Linked DNA regions of Mus musculus: region 2 is linked to region 1. Evidence: chromatin contacts called from public Hi-C data. All regions are on one chromosome and are shown on one strand. The core of a region is the stretch at or near the end of the contact, and the rest is flanking DNA. Distances in the headings are between cores, read along the strand shown.

The links. Hi-C and Micro-C count contacts between places; a contact is called where the count stands out from the background.
Region 2: a Hi-C map of muscle stem cells shows a contact between it and region 1, with 2.6 times the contacts expected there. The contact joins the enhancer-like site here to the promoter of Armt1 in region 1. A contact is called at or near these places in 8 of 39 promoter capture datasets (the 3T3-L1 cell line, 3T3-L1-derived adipocytes, embryonic stem cells and 4 more), 2 of 15 datasets of contacts at CTCF or cohesin (large pre-B cells and pro-B cells), 19 of 484 Hi-C or Micro-C datasets (B cells, the Ba/F3 cell line, LSK cells and 12 more), 2 of 115 datasets of contacts at active chromatin or transcription factors (acute myeloid leukemia and large pre-B cells) and 3 of 9 other capture datasets (adipose tissue, liver and macrophages).

What each region holds. Positions count from the first base shown.
Region 1 is chr10:4,431,059-4,434,460 of GRCm38.p6, forward strand. Armt1 (acidic residue methyltransferase 1) reads left to right here and starts at 1,547. Exons shown (of 5, transcript NM_024261.2): 1 at 1,547-1,653. The coding sequence starts at 1,613. Rmnd1 (required for meiotic nuclear division 1 homolog) reads right to left here and starts at 1,330. Exons shown (of 13, transcript NM_025343.6): 1 at 1,208-1,330.
Region 2 is chr10:4,588,325-4,591,726 of GRCm38.p6, forward strand. No RefSeq gene overlaps it. Among named protein-coding and RNA genes, the nearest start is that of Gm22739, 110 kb to the left of the region's middle. Within about 2 kb of position 1,492, at least 8 of the 459 cell types and tissues checked have an H3K27ac peak or open chromatin away from gene starts, as enhancers often do. A contact at or near this core is called in liver and muscle stem cells, where this site is marked.

The sequences.
Region 1 (3,402 bases), core at 297-2,796:
CACATGAAAGGCAACTGGCACACTGGCTCCCTGCCACTGTTTACAGCCTCCTACAGGTCATTCACAATGGACTACAGCAAAAATTCTGAGACCTTAACTAGAATCCTATCCTTTCCCAGAGTCAAATTTGATGATGGCTTTACATTTACAATAAAAGCCAATGCCCCTAAAACGCCCTTCTGAGCCTTCTGCAACACTGCAGCATTCCCTATAGAATGCCTTTGTTCCAGGCCCTCTGGGCCTTTCCACTCACCTGTCCACAAGCTCTCCTCCTAAGGACTTGACTCCCTCAGTGACTTGGTATAATACATATAACCAACACACATCCATCACATCCACTTTGGATTTTCAAGACTGGATTTCTCTGGATAACCTATAATTTCTCTCTTTGACTGGCCTGGAACTTGCTTTGTACACCAGGCTGGCCTCTGCCTCTGGAGTGACAGGATTAATACTTATAACCAACACTCATCCATTCTCTTGCTATTTTTTACTTTGTCCTCATATTTAGCACCACTTACATACCTTGTATTTTTAGCTTTTTAATTCATGCAATGACTACTCCTTACCGTGTGCAGTATGCTAGCTCTGGAAATGAGCAAATAAGGGATAATATATATTAGTTAGCGACAGTGATATCAGAAAGCAATAAAGGAGATTTTTGCCTCTCTTCAAAAGCAGGTTTCTGTGTTTGTCCCCCTATGCTCAGTGACAGTAGTGTCCTTGGGCACAGAGGCGTCAAGTAAATTTTTAAAATGAAACACAAGGGAGCTGCAGTTTTTGAGCATTATCCTTAAGCATAATATGTCCATGTGCCTAAGGATAGCACTAATTGCACTTAGTGTTTTAAGTTGGGAGTGGGACATGGGTAGGCCTAGGCGTTTGACGGCAGGGCTGGGGGTGGTGGTGGACATAACCAAAATATATTGTACATGAGATGCAGAATACCATCAATGAAAAAAGCGGCTGCATCCAGGTTAGATTCAGCGGGTAAGTGGGGCTGACCTTTGGGAGCACTTCTTCCAGTTCCTAAGTTCAAGGTGATTTCATGCACCTTGGCAGCTACTACTATGCCCTGCTTCCAACTCGGCGGGGTCGGGAGTGTTTGGCTTGAGGTGCTTCGGATTCCCGGCTAAATTCCCAGGCCCTGGCCGAAGCCCACACCTCCTCACCAGCTTCTCCGGCTGGGGAAGCGCGAAGCACTGACCTGTGCGCGGAGAGGACGACCGCGACGCCCACGCGCACGCTCCCGCCGCAGGAACCTCTGCGGAAACACACCCCGCCCCGCCCCGCTGCGGCGCAGGCGCACTGCAAGCCCCAGGCCGGCAAGCTGGGACACGTGACCGTCCGAACACGTGACCGCTCCGCGCCCCCCCCCCCCCCTTCCGCTCGGCGGGCTACCGCCTCCGGTCCTCCAGGGCTTCCGCTCGCGTAGCCGGAAGGCCCTTGCGCCCCATGTTCTGACCCTGGCCAGACCACCAAATAAAGTTTCTGAGTTCAAAAGCGCTTAAAAAAAAAAAAAAAAAAAAAAAAAGCTCCAACGCTTCCTTTCTGGAACCGCGGCCGTTGAACCCCGGGCGACGCCAGTTGAGTGGCTTGTGGTGCCGGTGTGATGGCCGAGTCCCCGGCGTTTCTTTCCGCTAAGGACGAGGGGTGCGTCTCGCTTTTTTTTTCTTGCGCTCTTGGGAGAAAAAACCCATGTTGGGTGAGGAAGCTGTGGGCGGTCGGGAGCGCCGGATCCTCAAGCTGAGAGTTCGAGTCCCACCTCGGTGGGAGAGAGCCGGCTCGCTGTGCTGGCCGGCGTCAGGACCTAGCTAGTTCCGCTGTGTACCTTCTTCCTTTCTGTCCCGAATTGAGACGCTGGGGCAGGAGTATTGCTGCGAGTTAAAGCCAGCTTGAGCTCGTAGTGAGTTCGAGCTCACTGTGGGATACATTAGGAAAAAGCTTGTCTCTAACAAGTGAGAAGGAAAGGCGCTGCGGGGGCCAACAATTAGGACTCATACCTACTGCGGTGTGTATTAATGGTATGGGTCAAACTAATAACTCTATATTTAAAAACGTCCTAATTTTGCGTGTGCGCGCACATGCCATTATTCGCGTTAGAGGTCAGAGGACAGCTCTGGAGCCGATTTTGTTCCTTCACCTCTCAGGAGTTCAACGAGAACTCGGTCGCGGGCAGCAGATTTATCATGTGCCTTTACCCACTGAGCCATCTCACTGGCCCCCAAAATAAACATCATTAGAAGTAGTTCTTGCAATTTTCATCTTTAGAGTTTTCCCCCCTATACACACTTCTCATGAAATTTGTTAGGCACAATCGATTCACCAAAACAGCTAATAGCAAAATGGAACAATTAGTGGGACGTTAGTTTACTTTAAATTTAATTAAAATTATTTAAAACTTACAGATCGTTGACTGCTGGAATTTTCCACTTGCAATGTTTTTAAACTGGTTGAGTGCCCCTGGGAAGGCAAACCTGTGGACAAAGGGGGAATTACAATATGCTACAACGCTGAGAGCAAAGTTATAAGTAAGAGCAGAAATAAGCATTGGCTAAGTAGCCAATCTTCTTGTCTGGCTGGATGGTTGGTTTTCTTTTGACACGGAGCTATTGAATTATGTAGTGAAGGATGACCTGGGACTCCCAATACTCCTGCCATTATACTCTGTGTCATTATAGAGGGAGACACCACTAGGCTCCAAATTCATATTTCAAATACTTTATTTTCAAATGATTTAATTAGTTTTTATGTGTTGGGGGAGTGTGGCACTCACCTGTGACATTACCCAGGAATGGACGTCAGAGGACGACTTGTGTAGGGAGTCCCCTTTGTCCTTCTACCATGTGGGTTCCAGGGATCGAACTCAGGAGGTTGTACTTGGTAGCAGGTGCCCTTCCCTGCTGAGGCCTGTCTCCAGCCCCTGGAATAGTTCCTAGGTGCTTAGGTGTGGCCTACCCTGCCCTGTAACTCTAGCTCTAGGGGATCCAGAGCCTCTGGCCCCAGCAGTCACCTGCACATACCCTACCCAGGGAAATGCAAATCAAAACCACTTTGAGATTTTCATTTCATCTTTCTAAGCCAGTGACCTAGGACCAGAGCCTGTTGAATTGCAAGACCTGTCCTTTTTTGAACTTAACCACATTGCTGAAGTCGTTTCTGATTTAGAAAAAGAAATTGAGTAGATGGAAAAGAAAATGATTCAGTCAAGTTCTGGGGCAGAACCCAGTACTACAGTTTGTGCAGTGGTCATGACAGTAGAGTTCCACATTGTCTCGGGTCTTCTGCCTTCTTCCCTCCCATCCTTCATCCAGCCCTCCCTCCCTCCCTCCCTCCCTCCCTCCCTCTCTTCCTCCCTCCCTCTCTCCTCCCTTCCCCCTTCCTCCCTTCCTCCCTTCCTCC
Region 2 (3,402 bases), core at 242-2,741, 160 kb after region 1:
AGTGAAGAGACTTGCCTGCAGGTCCTAACTAGGAGGTAGAAGGGCAAGCCTTCAATTTCAGTCTTGCCTGGGTCCCAAGCAAGGCTTGAACTCTGTGCTGGGACTTCATCTGCCAAGCGCCCTATCTCTTCATCCCTTGTCTGCAGAGCTACATGCACTGAGGTGAGAAGCTTCGCAGAGCACAGGGAAGGAAGCACAGTAGCCATAAAGACAGAGTTCAACAAAGCGCTTCAAGATGCTGAACCCCTCTCTAGGAAGGATGGACACCAGATATGGAGAGAGTCACAGGCCTAGCACTTCACAGCTCCCGTTTAAAGCCAGCTGCAGAAGATAGTTGCAAAGGTCTCTACCATGCATTTAGAAAATGAGGAATTTTGTTTATAAGAAAAGAAAATGTGGATAGTTCCCAAGCTTCTCTGAAAAAACCTCCCATGAAATTTTTGTGTAGCTAATAAATTAAGCCATTATTTATTCTGTGTAATGGAATGCATGCCTGGATTGTGACTCAAGAGACTCCTTTGGAGGAATGGCCAGGTCCTAGGCTCAGGGCAACATCAGTGAATGGAGTCTCTGATGCCACAGGAGCCCCAGTGTTCTGATCTGTTAGAGAGCTCTGGCTGCTCCATCCTTCGACAGCTTGCACTTCTTCCCAGGTGCCTCAGCCTTCTTTTTGGCGTTTTATTCAGTTCCACGTGGGAACAGAAGTAGAGGGTTTTATTCATGATCAAGATTCAAGGTGTCTGAGGTTGTGTTGAAAAGAGGTGGTTTAGAAATAAATTAATAATTAATGGCCTATGGATCTCAGTGTGCCTTGGCATTTATTTTGAAACCTACTTACCTGACCATTACTTTTATTCCAAAATCCTTCGTGGACACCAGGATCTTTCAGTGTGTTTAGTAGGAACTCAACTTGTATTGATCAAATTTAATTTTTAAGAAAGGATTGGTATCTTCTCTTTCAAATTCTAAAGTTTCGATCTGTCTGCCTGCTTCTCTGTCTATCTATCTATCTATCTATCTATCTATCTATCTATCTATCTATCTATCTATCCATCTATCATCTATTCATGTGTGTGTGTGTATGTGTGTGTGTGCCTGCATGGAAGATATGATACAGATATGACTGTGAGCTATCAGAGGCTAGCAGAAGATGTTTGGTTCCAGGAAGCTGGAGCTAAGGTGTTTTCAGGATACCTTTCTTGTGCTCGGATCTGAATTCAAGAATTTACGATTGTGTGAGGAGGCTCTTAAGAGCTGTGTCATCTTTCTATCTCTTGGTTTCAACTTTTAAAAACTGTTTCAAAGGATTATTTCTGTCTAGAGTTCTAAACACACCAGGTGATGGCCTTCTGCTTGGCAGAGGTTCAGGGTGGCACAGTTATGCATGCTGGAGAGGGAGCATCCGATTCCTTTTGACAGTCACTGCCTGTAATAACTGGAACATCTGTGCAGTTCCTTTGGATCATTAAGCAGCCCTTGACCTGGAGATGACGTCTGTCCTCTTGCTCTGTTCTGCTCATATCCAACTGGAGTTCCCACTGCGTTCCTGGAACTGGGCTGAGCTGGTTGTGGCCACAGAAGCACGACTCATGTCCAGAGAGATGGCAATGTTGCTGGAGGAACAAAAAACAAAAAAAACAAAAAACAAAAAAACAAGCCAGAAGCCTTATTTACCTATAGAGCAACCAGGGACCAATACAGAATTCAAGTTCTTATTTCAGTGCTTAAGACTGAGGTGAAAACAAACACTCTTTACCATGGATAACTCAGAAATAGGGCTCTGGGCAACAGACAGACAGCAAATGGAGTGAATTTGAAACTAAACTACTGTCCCATTTCAGTTCTGCTTGATACAGGCTTCTTCTTTTTTGTTCTTTTTTCCGCAGTGGGTACTTTTGTCTAGGACCCCATTCTTGAGGGATTCCGTGAGGGTTATGGGATGCACATCAGCAATTGCCCCCACCCTCTGCATTATACCCTCTGTTGCTGTACCAGTTGCATGGCACACTTGCTGAGTGATTCAAGTTATCATGATCAGAAGCAAAACAACCGACAAGCAATAGCGACCCGAGAGGGTGGCGTGACTTAGAAGTCAGGAAGTGTAGGTCCTGGGGAGGAAAACCTTTCTGGATTGTGGGATATACTGAAAATGCATGTTTCCACCAGAAGGAAGTGGACACAGGAGAGAGGAGGTGAATATGCTGTAAGAGCTGACGAGCCATGTCTCCCCATGTCATGCTTTGGTGCGAGATGCTCCCACTGGCTCATGTGTTTGAACTTCTGATCCCAGCTCTTAGGGTGTGGCCTTGTTGGAGGAAGTGGTCATTGGAGGTGGGGAGGACTAACGGTTTTATAGAATGTCCTTGCTTCTCATCTGAGCTCTGCTTCCTGCTTCCTGGTATGCAAAGAAGTGGAATACCAGAACACTCTGCCACCGTGGCATCAAGCTGCCTGTGGCCTTCCTCACAGTGAAGGACCATATTCCTTGTGAGTGTGAGCCAAAGCTTTCCTCCCTTAAGTTACATTAGCCAGTTATTTTTTATCATGGCAACAAGGAAAACAAATGAAACACAACCAAATGCATTACATTTTCAGGTAAATTACAGACCTGAAGTAACTCTGTAATACTGACCTAACTTCTAAATTATTATCTGCAATAACATTCCCAGTCGTTTATAGAAAAATGATCAAGGGAGACGTAACTACTAAAATCACGCTGGATATGATATGGATGAAGCCTCAGATAACATGGAAAGGCGAGTTTGCGTTTGGGAGAGACACTTCTCAGCACAGATTTATCTCTGATAGAATGACCTGCCAAAATCTTGAGCTGCAGTTCAGCCCATCTGATAAAGGTCACTGACTGGACACCAGACAAGCCAATACTCGCAGCACCTGCCTGACCAAAAAAAAAAAAAAATTCAAAGAACACTCTCCTCTCAGAGCTTAAACACCAATAAACGAAACTTCCCATTACCACGTTCAATGTTTTATCTCTTCTCTGTCATACTACACAGTGATCTGTGTTGCTATGAATGTTAGGAAAGAGGCCATGTGGCTCTCATTTTCTGCTTTTGATCCTTAAAAAAAAATAAAAGAAAGAAAATCCCCACGCTCTCCCACTTCTAAACTGGGAAGGCGACAGGGGAGAAGGGCCCCAAGGAGTCTTTGAAGAAGATGGACAATACATTACCCTTTCATCAGTATGACAAGTTTGCGTTTTGCACAGTAATAAATATTTTCCAAATTTATGGCCTCTGACTATCAAGTGGGTAGGAAATGTGCCAAATCACACTCCCAGAGACTTGTAGTCCTCAAAACATTATTATTATTATTATTATTATTATTATTATTACTATTATTAAGTTTTTCACTGAAATACCAGGTGGGACATCCAAACCT